2 separate regions of the Mus musculus genome follow, and region 2 is linked to region 1. Evidence: chromatin contacts called from public HiChIP or PLAC-seq data. All regions are on one chromosome and are shown on one strand. The core of a region is the stretch at or near the end of the contact, and the rest is flanking DNA. Distances in the headings are between cores, read along the strand shown. Region 1 holds the start of Srgap2 (SLIT-ROBO Rho GTPase activating protein 2). Region 2 holds the start of 6030442K20Rik (RIKEN cDNA 6030442K20 gene).

Region 1 (6,829 bases), core at 3,139-5,638:
TAGTCAATGGAAAAATATTCACACACACACACTCACACACACACACACACACACACAAAACGGTCTCTAGTCTGTGGCAGGGTTGAAGAGAAACTCCAAATAGCTAAGTGCATTACATCATCTCAATGAGCAATATTTGTAAATACGCAAAGTACTTAATTTTTGAGACACTCATAAGAAGCCTATTACCAATTTTTAAAAAATCAGCAAATTCTGATACCTGTTAGCCCTGAACCTTAAAAAAAAAAATCACCAACATATAAAAAAATCACTTTTCATCTTAGTCAAATGTGTGCTTATGGAGAACCACCTGGGAAAGACAAAGTTATTAACACTCCCTATGGCAACAGTTAAGAATAGGATGTATTTTTTCAATGATATATCTGGCTAAAACCACAGGGAGTGCATTACAAGAGCAGAATGTGCTGCATCTGGACAGGACATAGAGGCCAGTGGCCATTGTTTACAAAAACAGGCTGGGATTATGAATAATGACAAGAGGCCAGGACCTCAGTTATAACTCACAACCACACCTCTCTCAATTCCAATCCAACTGGAGCTCTCAGCATTCAACTACCCCATTCTTGTAATAAATCTGACCAATATTTGCAGTCAAATGGATTGAAGGTCCCTTAGGGCATCTCCTGCATTGACCAAACTGATAATATATATTCTAAAAAAAAATCCTGAAGACACAATGATGACTTCAAACTGCCTTTCAACCTTCTAAGAGATAAAAGGGACTACCCATTTCACACTCTCCCTCTAACCCACATCCAAGGCAATCATCAGAGGGGAGACATGGTCTTTACCAAGTCCTCTAAGATAGAAAAAGGTCTCCTTGCATTGGTGCAGGGAATGGAGTAGGGGCCCCTCCCTCTCTACTCTGAAACAAAGGAAAAACCCAGAGTTCCAACCATGTGGTTTAACATTCAAGGCCACCCACCTCTCCCACTTCCCAGCTAAGGTCTCAATGAACTGTAGCCACATGGCTCTTCCCAGTGACTGGTCAGAAAGGGGCAGTGCCTTGCACAAACACAGACTAGGGCTCCTTCACTGGCATGACACCTCCTAAGGGAAATGCCCGAGAAGGGAAAGCCATGTGGGTATAGGTTTCGATTTGAGAAGCCAATTTAAGCAGTGGACTAGATGAGGAGACAACACTTGATTTCTCCAGGTCCACATTCTGCCTTATCCCTTCACGTTTTTGCTGAAAGGAAATGGACCTTTAAAAAGCATGTATTCTGGAGCAGAGGGCAACAACGCAGAAGGGTTAAACAATTATGTCTTCCTATTTTCCAGTTTCAGCACCACTCTGAGAACCTAACAGCCTAACTCTGTTAAGGTTTAAGTGAGGGGTGGAAACCAGTTTGGATGGCCTTATTCTTTCTGGTCTGTGATCTTTGATTGTATGCAGGGTGACCACGGGCCAGACAAGTACTAGGTACACCCAATATGGCTAGGGACTTCCTGAATTCAGTGTCTTGGCAAATCTCAAGCTTTAATACAGTACCAGAAAAACCCCACCTCTCCCAGGTCTCTCCAAATGGTTTCCCCTTCCCAAGGTTGCCTTTCCACCTGGGCTTCTCTACAACCTTTGAAATAAATGTCCAAACACCTGTCAGATTTCAGCTGTCCTTCAAGGAAGCTTGACTCAAGACACCCAAAGGCAAATAGCAGCTTTTTTTCTCTCTCTCTCCCCGGAGAACCTCCTGCCCCTCCCCCACCCTGCCCAGCCTTTGGGAAAAAACTGCCAAATTAATGGTCAGCCCCACAAAGATATTCCTAAAGCCCTCTTCTAGTGCCTATGGCCCCTGACACTGCTGATCCACCTATGAAACCACCTCTGGGGTCAACTTACCACCTGCTCCACCCAAGAAACAAACGCCCTGAAAATTGGGGTGGAAACGCATGCTTCACCAGTCCGCAGAACATATGCTTTATGCTAATTTTCAAAATCCTTACCTTTGACCTGAGTATCGTACTCTGCGATGATCTCCTTATCCTTTTTGAATTTGGCTGGAGACGTCATGTTTTCCTTCTTTCTTCCAAATCCGAATTGTGAATTGATAGATCCACGGGAAAAATCCAACCACTGATATCAATGCCTCCAAGGCCACTTCTCCCACAGGCAGAGAAATGCCCCGCGGTGGTATCCAGAGCTCCAGGAGAACACGAGCGGCGGGATGGGCAGCCGGCTACTGCACACACATGCAGACTGTGGGCGCTGAGGCCGGGGGTGGGGAAGTGGGGGGCGGCGGCGGCTGGCTTAAGTACTAAAGCCCTAACCACAACCGCAGCATTAACCAGGAGAACTGCAGCGCCCGGAGGCTGGCCTGGGGTCTGACATCAACGACACAGGCTGGGAGTGGAAGTCCTTCCGCACAACATGGTGTAGGGGATGCGGGGGTGTGGACGCGCCCAGCTGTGTCCCTAGGAGGGAGTGGGTTTGTCTTGGGGTGCCAGAGGAGGGCTAGGCGTTCTTCGCGGGATTGTGTGTGTGTGTGTGTGTGTGTGTGTGTGTGTGTGTGTTACCAGCTCAAAGATTCTGCAAATCAAATCCCAAAAGGGTGCCGCTGCAGCGCAGAGTGGGTCGGAAGTCTTTGCTCCGGTTCACTAGCCTGTAAATGCAAGAAAAGGGGGGAGGGGGCGATCAGTCGGAGGGAAGATCCTAATCGCAACAGGGGTGGGGTCGGGGATGACACTCCAAGTCCAGCTTTGGCCCATTCATCTTGGCCTAACAACGCCCGCTCCGCCCGAAGACCCGGCGTGGCGATCAATGTAGGGAGGAAAAATGTTCCCTCCAGGTTTTAAGGCAGAAAGAGAACACTTTGGAGCAGCCGGCAGCGCGTGCTCCGGGCGGAGACTGCGGCGGGAAAGCTGAGCTGCGGGTGGGGACTGCGGCACCTCGGCGCTTTCCCAACCCTGCTAGCCCAAGAGGGGTCCTCCCGCCTAGCCCGCGACGCGGCCCCTGACCTCCGGCTGGGGCACCTCCCAGACATCTACAGGATCCATACCAGAGGGGACAACCAGATGGGCACAACTTTTCTTCCCCTGCCACCCCTCCTCCCAGTTGTTTTGTTTTTGGTAACTAGCTTCTCCTGGCAGCAAAACCGGGGAGGGGGGTGAGGGGGGTGGAGGGGGGACGCTGCAGGAAGGGCCCGCTCCGCACGGGACATCCAGGAAAACAATGTGGTCGGCAGAAGCAGGAAACGAGCTAGAGGCGAGGGTCTAAACCGGGAAAACCCGGAGATGGGAGGCGGCAGGCGGCGGTAGCCTTCCCCAAGCCAGGTATGAGAGTGACTCTAAATGGCACCCCCCCCCCAGTATTTTTTTTGTCCCCCAAGCCTAGGGATCACAAATACCGCACCCAATCCCAGTCGGGTGGGAGGCATCAGTGAGAGTCGCTCCGGGAGGCGCGAGAGGCGGCGGCAAGGAGGCTGAGGGAAGAGCTCCAATGCTGCGGCGGGCCCCTGCCTCCTAGGCCGCCCTGTCCCCGCCGGCGCACAAGCGGCTCCAGGCAGTGTCGCCTACTCCCGGCGGCTGGAGGAAGGGCCGCGCGCAGGAAGAGCGAGCAGAGGCCGCGCGGTGCGGGAGGACAGGAAGCAGGAGGCGGGCGTGAGGTGGGGTCCTGAGGCAGGAGAGAGCCCGGGCCAGCTCGAGCCGCCCAAGCTTGGACGACCAGAGAGGGCGCCGAGAGGACGGCTTTGGGGGCGAGGCAGTGAGGGAAACCGCGGTGGACCGCTGCAACGTGAAGTGTAGGATGTTGGCAACTTTCGGGACCCGCATGAGGTTTGGGTATCAGAGTGGGTGGAGAAGCCCTGGGAGACAGACTGGAGGGCTGGACGGAGAAAGCACCCTGCAAGCCGTGAGGAACACCCCATCTTTCCGGGTCCTGGGCTGGCAGCCAAGGCTAGGAGACCAGGGACGAGACCAGCGGACCGTTACGGCGAGGCCCCTAGGTGGACCCGGCCAACCGTGTGCAAAGGGGCTGCGGGAGGGCGGTGTCGCCGCGTGAGGACCGTCCTCGGCAGTGCAGGGATGGGCGGAGAGATGAACAGTCCCGAGAAGTATTATGGGCTGCACTGGGGGATTTGGAGGGCCGGGGAGGGCGGTATGAGGACCGCGGGCGGCGACACGGCTAAGGCGGCGCCGAAAGCAGCAGCATCCGCAACGCGTCCACCCGCCCAGTCCCGGTTTGTTCAGTCAGAGCAGCAGCAGCCGGGCGTACGGGGAGGGAAGGGGAGAAGGAGCCTTTACCTGGCTCTGCCGCGACCGGTCCCAGGCCCAAGGTTCCGCTTCCCACTTAGCGTTCTCCTCCCCGCCACCCTCTTCTACGCAGTTCGGCCCCCCAGTTCCCTAAGGAGACTCCGCCAACTCCGCAAGACCCCGCCGGGAAGCTGAACCCACCCCTTTGCCAATCACCGCCCGCCTAATAGCGACTGACGGGGACTATAGCCAATAGGAACAACTGATCCATAGACGCCAGGAGTAGAGGCGGGGCTGACGAAACTTAGAGGTGTGGCGAACACTAGCTGCCTAGGCGCAGTCCTAGAGTGAGCTCCTCCCCGGCCTGTGGAAGCCTAAAGTAAAGCTGATGGGCGGGATAAAATGGAAGCGACAGCCAAACACAAACTCTCAAGAGAAGACGGGACCAATCGGACCGGGAAAGGGAGGAGGGAAGTTCAGCCAATAAATAGTAGAGAACGGCCTGGACCTTAGTGTATCCACCAATAAGAAACTCGGGGTGTGTCTTCCAAGTTCACAGGGGGGAGGGTTTAAGCCGAGCAGATGCTGGCCAATGATCTTAGGGGCTGAGCTAATATTAACCAATCAGAGAGCCGATCTGATATCGGCACCGTTACTGGGGCGTGGCCTCTGAGCTCACGTCAGGAGAAGGCCCTTGGCCTTCCAATGTGGGTCTGGGGCAAATTCTAGTCCTCCCAATCCCTGCTCGGCGCAGGCAATTCAAACTGACAGCGGGTTAGAAAAAGCAGAGAAAGCGGAAGAAAGAGCAAAACCCGGCGTGTTCGCTGACTGACTGCAGCGCGAACTGAGCCTATTCCGAGGCTTCTCCCCTCCACCTCGCTACACCGCTGCTCACTTCGGAGCGACCGCTGTGGAAGAGACCTTACGGGTTACGGGCCGCAAGTGCGAGAGCTCGGCCGGGAGAGGACGCCGAGAGCCGTGGTGCAAGGGAGAAAGCCCACGGGCGAGCTCCGAGAAGAGGGAGCGGGACGGGGCCAGAGCCCGCGTGGAAAGGGCTGAGGGGCGTTGAATCCTACGAAGAAGCCGCGTGGAGCTGAGCAAGAATTGGAGCGCTCTGCGGGCGGAGCTCGCGCTGGGAGTGGTCAGAGAGGCGAGGCTTTAAAGGGAAGAAGCCCGCTGGGAACTGGGAAATCGCCCAATTCCGGAGCCGGGGTCGGAGCTGAAGAGTAGAAGATTCTTGAAGACCAGAGAAAGTTAAACCTGTTGCGGAAGTTTCCCTTCAACTCCACTTGTCTCTCCCCACCTTGAACTCCATTTCCCTTCCCTCCCCAAGTCAAAAGGAAGTAAAATTTGCTCTTCCTACTCAATAAATACTAAGTTTCCCTTTCCACCAGGAAAATAGGACTCTCTTCCCAGTTTTAGAGCGTAGAGAACGAGAGGCCTTCCGTCTTGATTGTTAGCCTGAGGAAATCAAAGTTTCCCCTTTCAAAATTCTGCACCTCTTTCAACGTGGGACGCTATGTCTACCAACAACTGTACTTTCAAAGACCGATGCGTATCCATCCTGTGTTGCAAATTCTGTAAACAAGTTCTCAGCTCTAGGGGAATGAAGGCTGTTTTGCTGGCTGATACTGACATAGACCTTTTCTCTACAGACATCCCTCCTACCAAGTAAGTCTGACGGGTGGCCCTTTAGCTGGACAGTGGATGGCATGGGTCCCTGGGAGTCAAGGTTATCATTTGGTGTTCTAGCCACTCCCACCAGTCTGATGATTCCCTTGGAGTTTATCTAAGTGGGCAGACTGTCTGGACAAAGCCTGTGGTTTGCCCAGCGTGGTCAGTACTGAGGTCACTCTTCCAGGCCCTTAGAGTCATGTGTCTGTGCATCCCTTATGTTGACTCTTAAGGCTCAATGCCATGTCCAAACACCCTTCCTCACTGAAGCAAGTCTTTAACAGCCACTTGGAAAGAAGTGTGTAATGATTCATTTAAAGTGAAATTCATGGTTAATAAAGATAGCAAACTTGAGCATTTTAAAACATAAGGAAGTAAAACTATACATAGAGCCTCTGCACCCCTTTGAAATATTTTGTGAATTTGCTTAGGTAGTCATCATTTATTACCAAGGTAAATGAGGTGTTATTTTGTTTGTGTAGGTGCACTTGTATAACGAAATAGCAGTAGATAATAAAACCGTAAAACCAAATGTCCCAAAGGTTCTATGATCCCAATGTTGTTTTAGTTAGATATGCTCACGTAAAAATCTGAAATATTCTATCTCTTCAACATAAAACTGTGGTCATAAGGAAGTCTCAGGTTGGGTTGTTACATGTTGGAGTCTAGCATAGAATCAGGTTTTCTGTATTGCTTGTTTTTCTCTATTGGAATTATAATCACAGTGGATTCATGTGCCAAGATGGGTGTGGATCAGTGAATGCATTGATTTTTAAGATTTATCTTATTATTTTGTCACTCTGTGTACTTGTGTGTATGTTTGAGGAGGGGTGGATATGGAAGGTACTCTCCAGGCTAGAGATGGAAGGTCCTCTGGTTTGGACAGTTGTGGGCTTCATGATATGGGTGCTGGGAAGTGACCTGCAGTTCTCTGCAAGAGGAATAA
Region 2 (6,829 bases), core at 3,117-5,616, 950 kb after region 1:
CAGGCTAGCCTCAAATGCATAGGCTGGCTTTTAACCAGAAACCATCCTTCACTGGCGTCTAGCATGATGGGTTGAGGTGGGAATGGCTACCCCTAGTGGAAGGTTGTGTTTACAATGATTTTCTTTTCTTTTTTTTTTTTTTTTTTTTTTTTTGCTACTGCTTTTTCCCCCTCCTCCCTCTCCTCCTCCTCTCCTTTCTCCTCTTCCCCTTCTTCGTCTCCCTCTTCCCTTCTTCTTCTTTGTTTTTTGTTTGTTTGTTTGTTTGTTTGTTTGTTGTTTTTTTTCGAGACAGGGTTTCTATGTGTAGCCCTGGTTGACCTGGAACTCACTTTGTAGACCAGGCTGGCATTGAACTCAGAAATCCGCCTGAGTGCTGGGATTAAAGGTGTTCGACACCACTCCCGGCTTGCTACTGCTTTCAAATGGCAGATTTCTTTACCTTTTTTTTTTTTAACGTCATACTGGGAGAGATAAGGGTTTCTTACTACAGTTTATACATCTCTAAACTGTAGTATAGCATTACTTATTAGGAATCATGAAACATGTTTTCAACAATTAACTGGAGTTGCAAAGCATGGCTAGGACTGGAGACAGCAACGGTTGAGAGACGGTATTGTGCTCGGCTACTTCATGCATAACTGTGATCACAACAAACTCCTGGGGGGTTCTGACAAAGAAATTGGCTTTTATCTACAGATAAAATAAGACAGGACAGAGCAGGGTGGTGGTGGCGAATGCCTTTCATCCCAGCACTCAGGAGGCAGAGTCAGGCGAATCTCTGAGTTCAAGACCAGCCTGGTCTACAGAGTGAGTTCCAGGACATGCAAGATTATAGAGAGACACTGTCTTGAAACAAACAAATAACAAAAGTTAGAACAAATTATAGATTTCTAAGATTCTGCAGAATGATTAATAATGAAAAGGTCAGGCCGGACGGTGGTGGCGCAGGCCTTTAATCCCAGCACTCGCGAGGCAGAGGCAGGCAGATTTCTGAGTTCGAGACCAGCCTGGTCTACAGAGTGAGTTCTGGGACAGCCAGGGCTACACAGAGAAACCCGGTCTCGAAAAAAAAAAACAAAAAACAAAAAAACAAAAAAAAAAACAAGGAAAGAAAAGAAAAGGTCAAGCTCCCTGCTTTTCAAAACATTCAATTGTTTCAGTTATCTGGCAACTACAGAAAACACTTTGAGGAATAATCATGTATGTGTGTTTGTGTGTGTATTTTTGTACATGTGTGTGTATTTGTGTGTTTTTGTATATATGTTTATGTGTGTATATGTTTGTGTGTGTTTGTATGTGTATGTATGTGTGTATTTGTAAGTGTGTTTTTGTATGTATGTGTGTTTGTGTGTGTGTGTGTGTGTTTGTATGTGTGTGTCTGTGTATGTATGTATGTGTGTATGTTTGTATGTCTGTATTTGTGTATATGTTTGTGTATGTTTGCGTTTGTGTCTGTGTGTTTGTGTGTGTATGTATGTTTGTATGTGTTCGTGTATTTATGTATGTGTGTGTTTGTGCATGCATGTATGTATATGTGTGTATGTTTGTGTGTATGTATGTATGTGTGTGTATGTTTGTGTGTCTGTATGTATGTATGTGTGTTTGTATGTGTTCATGCATGCATGTATGTGTTTGTGTATGTATGTATGTATATATGTATGTATGTATATGTGTGTGAATGTTTGTATGTATATGTTTGTGTGTGTATGCTTCCATTGTTTTCCAGGGAATGGCATCCAGACCTACCTATGTGCTTTTCTTCCCTTCTCAATTTTCTTGTCTCCAGGGAATTCAGAGCTGTGTTGTAACTGTCCTTTTTTTCTCTCTTTAACTACATTAAATCTGTAATTCTGCTGACAATGAACACTGACTGCACTTGTCCCCTTTTTCCGGGAGAGGCTTTGATCCTTGTTTTGTATTTTTGATGCCACCCCCAGCTCTCTGCTGTGGTTGTCAACCTTGTCTCTATGCTGGAAGCACACAGCTTTCAAACACACTTATGTTCTCTATGCCAGCTGCCAGGAGCTCTTGGCTGAGTGTGAACAGAAGGGTTCCAGGTAGAGTGTTTCCACCCCATACCCCATGGTGCTTCAGGCTCAACCCCACAGCCTCACACAGGCTCTACCATACATTCCAGCCTAGAATGTATGATTTTTATCAGTAAGGGGGATAAATACTAGCTGGCCTCCTGCATGAAGGACAGAAAATATCTTACTGAGAGGGAAGTTCAGCCTGGCTAAAAACCAAGTTCTTTTTTCATGACTGACAGGTACAAATTGCTCCAGGCCAAGAAGAAAAAAATCATTTAAAATTTCTCCCCTTTAAACAAAGCTTCAGATACCCTGTTTGACAATTAGTAATATTAATAAACTCTAATTAGCCCTCACAAAGCAAAGCCCACCAATTATAGTTTTTAATCAAAGTAGAACACAACGAATTACAAGGAATACAATGTCTACCATACCAAAAAAAGAAAATAAAAAAGAAACCCAAAAATAAAAAAACAAACCAAACCAAATCAAACCAACAACAACAACAACAACAACAACAAGCCAACCCCTACGGCTCCATTCTGAGGGATAATCATGCATGTCGTGCTCTATCACTAATTTGGAGATTTTTTTTCAGAGATTTTTTTTATTTAGGTATTTTCTTCATTTACATTTCAAATGCTATCCCAAAAGTCTCCCAGACCCCCCCCCCAGAGATTTTTAAAGTGCAAAAATATGCATATATAAACTTGACAAAATACAGTACATCTTTAACCGGGACCTCTTTGAAGTCCACGTTTTATCATCTCTAGTCAACGTGTCTGGGCAGAACATCTACCTTATACAGGCTGTTTCCTTCTCTGTATCCTCTGCACCAGCAAATGGAGCCCCCAAAGCAGAAACATGTCACACACACACACACACACACACATCTTTTGCATTTATGCCGCTTCCAATTCTGTCTCCTAATCTCAAGCTCCTTGATTGTTTTTCTCTCCTGTAGATTGGATTCAGACCATCCTTCACGGCCAACAGTAAACTCCTGGAGAGTTTTTACCCCTCACCGGAACTCCTACTCAACAGTGTCTTTAAGAGGTTGATCTTTAGGGCTAGGCTTATAGGTAGGCTCTGTAGGTAAGGCTTAGGTTCAATCACCAGTACCAGAAGAGCTGAAAGCAAACAAACCAAACCCAAACCCAAACCCAAACCCAAACCCAAACCAAAGCAAACCAGCACAGCAGCAGCAGCTGCAACAACAAAAATCCCAACCCGTCTAATGTTATTTCCTTCTTCTCTCTCACTCCAGGACTCACTAGGGAGCCCAGGCTCCTTCCTGAGTGCTGAGATTACATATATGAGCTATAAGACTGGGTAGGAATTTTTATTTTTTAAACATTAACTTGATCATATTATTCCTTCCTTGAAAATTTTACAAAATGCATGTTCCATTAGAAAAAAACATGGCCAGGGACACCAACAGTCTGCCTACAGAAAATAAACCCATATACACGTGAAAAGTTCATCATTATTACTTCATAAGTGAAACAATGTATTTTTTTTTCTGTTTCACTAAGCCAGTGGGTACAGCCAAAGAGACCTGATAATAAATCACTGTGAGAAGTGCAGAAATATTTCTACAAATTATTTCTGGTTCTATAGTATTTGGATAGCATTTCGGAAATATTGGACACGAAAGGGAGTGAAAATTGTCCAATATCTCTGAGCCTCAATTACTGTTTTTGGGTTAAATGGCTACATGAAAGACATATTTAGGAGATAGTAACTGGTAAATAATGGCTTATACTTGCTGTCACCTGATTTTTTTATGCACTTTATATGCTTAACTCATTTAATCCTCGTAATTCTCTAAGTAGTATTATTATCACTGTCATTTTACGCACAAGGAAAGGGTTAAATACCCATAACGGTGAAGTCAGTTAGGAGGACCTCTAGATTACTGTCATTATAGCTACACAGGGGTGACTTGCCCACCACATTGGATAAACACTTCCCACCCCACGCCCATTATTTACCATTAGCTGGTCTTCTCTGATTGCTCTGTGTACATCAAGTCTGACAGAACTGTGGGACACTCAGTCCATCTCTCTTGACAATGTTCCTGTGCCCTAATCGATGTTGTGTACACAGTAATACCGCAGGAAAGGGCCTAACAAATACTATCGTGCCGTTTTATGTGATGCATAGCATAGTTTTAGAGACGTGAAATAATCTTCACGAAACTAAGTCAGACACATAGTAATTATAGTACTCATAGTAAGGTGAGCCAAGCCAGCACGCGCTCTGACCACGCCAAAGAGCTCCAACACTCTTGCACTAGGGGCCGACCTTTCCCGCTTTCCTGCGGTAGAAAGAATCGCCCGGAACCTTTCTTGCGGAGTCTCAGGCAGCCGCCGGGACAACCCAAGGAACACACGGCATTGTGAGTATTAGTGGGTTAGTGATATGCCTGAAATTTCTTGCTCACTTACGTGGTCCCGGAGAGAAAAGCTTTACATTCTTGTACTTTTTGGAGTTCCGACTGACTATGACATTTTTTTCTCCCTCGATAATATTATAGTTGTTTGATTACAAGAGCGTTTAATATTTTTTTTAATTAGGGAGAAATGTGGACAGCTACGTAAAACGAACAAGGAAGGCGGGGGAGGAAAGCGGAAGCCGCGGGGCCTTCTAAGTCCGAAAGTCTCCGGAGCTTGCGCCAGGCTCTTCGCGGCGCCCCCCACTTAGACGCGGGGCTTCTGAGCGGGTGGGGGAGAAGGAACTGTTGCCGGTGCGGAGACCAGGCGGCCAGCGTCTGCAGGGATGAACCTCGAGTTGCTGGGTGAGGAGGGCTTGCCTGCGACTTAGCAAACCCTTCGGTATTGGGAAGGAGGGAACCTGGGCGGGAGGGACCGCAGGCTGCAACCTTAGGGACACTCTTCGGAGATGGTTCATTGAGTGCTCGTGAGGTGGAGTTGCAGCAGCAGGAGTAAGACCAGCTTCTGTCCGAAGAGAATGCATTACTTTTCTGAAACCGCTTTCAGATCAGTTGTGGAGTCATTGAGGCACTTTTTGTCCGAGCTGTGATTTCGAAGATCGCAGGTGCTGAAGTAACAAATCAGACAGGACCAGAGTTTTGGAGATGCAGTCAGAGGAAGAGTGACCTAGGGTGGGTCAATTTTGAAGACCTGTCAGGGGATCCGGTGCCTAGATGGGATTACTCTTGCTGGAAAGGTGTTACTTAACCAGATTTTATTTTAAAAATAAAAAATAAAAAAAAGGTTAAGGGAATAGGTAAGGGTGTTGTAATTCGGCACTAAGTGGCGTAGTTGGCATTTGGAATCCAGTCATCTTGACTGCCCGTTTAAGGTCCTTAACCGTAGGGAGGTGTAGATCCCCGGAAATGTGAACTACACAAGCAGTTGTTTTATTCTCGAGACAGGGTTTCTCTGTATAGCCCTGGCTTCCCTGGAACTCATTTTGTAGACAAGGCTGGCCTCGAACTCAGAAATCCACCTGCCTCTGCCTCCCAAGTGCTGGGATTAAAGGCGTGCGCCACCACCGCCCAGCCAGTCAGTACTCTTAGCCGCTGAGCCATCTCTCCAGCCCACTTACAAAGATAATTTTTAAAGTGTTCTTTGTCTTTATAGCGGCTTTATTGGAGCATGGGTGCATGCTTGTGGATATAATACTGACGAAGTATGAAAGTATGTGAAAGGTGTATCTAAAATAAAAGACACCAATGAGAAAATTTTTAATTTGTTATTTTATGTGTGTGGGTGCTTTGTCTGTATGTATGACTGTGCACCAGTGATGTATGTGCCTGGTGCCCACAGGAGCCAGGAGAGTCAGATTCCCTGAAACTGGAGTTACAAATGGTTTTGAGCTACAATATGGGTGCTGGGAATCATACCTGGGACCTTTGGAAGAGCAGCCAGTGCTCTTAACCACTGAACCATCTCTGCTGCCCCTCAGTGAGATAATTTTTCTGCTATGCCAAAATGTGGATATTGTAATAAAGAGGATAACCAAGAGTTTAAGTTGATGATGTTTATTTTGTGGAGACTCATGGATGCCAGGTTGGACAGTTTACTTTTTAAGGAAGATAGGGCAGATACACCAACAGCTCAGATGGAGCACTGATTTATAAAGTTTTTCGGAGAGTTATAATGCATAGATGAATGTTGAGACAATATAAAACCAGTCTGGAAGGCCACAATGTATGAGTGATACACGGAATGTGTGAATTGGGACATAGAAAGAAAAAACATTGGGGAGGCAGTATTTGAGTGTAGTGGTGATAAGAAAATGAACTACAAAATAATGGTGCTTGACTAATAAGATGCAAGGAATTGTGAAAGGTAGCTTGGATCTGTTGGATGTAGACTGAGAGCTTGGGAGACAAGTCTTGACTTATGATCACCATTTGTTTCTGCTTATTGAAACCCTGGGACTGGGTGTGAATAGGTGGAAGGGAAAAGATGAAAGGGGCCAAATATTGTCAGGGACAAGATCTTTAGTTATTTACCTGGAGGGAAAAGGATGATCAAGTAATTATAAGTTAACTAATATATGCAGTGCTTCTATGAGCTAGTCACATTTTCAGGTACCTTCCATATATTTCCCTAAGTATAGCAGCTAGGGGAGGATACAGGTTAGCAGTTCCTTCCATAGACACCAGTTGAGTGTCAAGACAGCACTTGAGTCTGAAAACTGAGAAAAGCCTGCTCCCTTTAATTTCTGGGCAGTTTGCACTCCTTAGCGGCCTAAGGTGAAGGTGATTTTAGGAGGGTGTAGGAGAAGTAGAGACCAAGAGAGATGTTCCATGTTTATAAGAGGAA

What was found. HiChIP or PLAC-seq counts read pairs in DNA pulled down with a chosen protein or histone mark.
Region 2: a contact with region 1 is called in a FOXA1 HiChIP or PLAC-seq map of pancreatic cancer cells. The contact joins the promoter of 6030442K20Rik here to the promoter of Srgap2 in region 1. A contact is called at or near these places in 1 of 39 promoter capture datasets (pre-B cells), 1 of 115 datasets of contacts at active chromatin or transcription factors (pancreatic cancer cells) and 1 of 9 other capture datasets (adipose tissue).

Annotation. Positions count from the first base shown.
Region 1 is chr1:131,522,973-131,529,801 of GRCm38.p6, forward strand. It overlaps Srgap2 (SLIT-ROBO Rho GTPase activating protein 2), which reads right to left and starts at 4,389. Exons shown (of 23, transcript NM_001081011.2): 1 at 4,261-4,389; 2 at 1,966-2,621. The coding sequence starts at 2,032. Fam72a (family with sequence similarity 72, member A) reads left to right here and starts at 4,931. Exons shown (of 4, transcript NM_175382.4): 1 at 4,931-5,880. The coding sequence starts at 5,729.
Region 2 is chr1:132,472,698-132,479,526 of GRCm38.p6, forward strand. 6030442K20Rik (RIKEN cDNA 6030442K20 gene) reads right to left here and starts at 4,367. Exons shown (of 2, transcript NR_165177.1): 1 at 4,025-4,367. It overlaps Rbbp5 (retinoblastoma binding protein 5, histone lysine methyltransferase complex subunit), which reads left to right and starts at 4,670. Exons shown (of 14, transcript NM_172517.2): 1 at 4,670-4,830. The coding sequence starts at 4,812.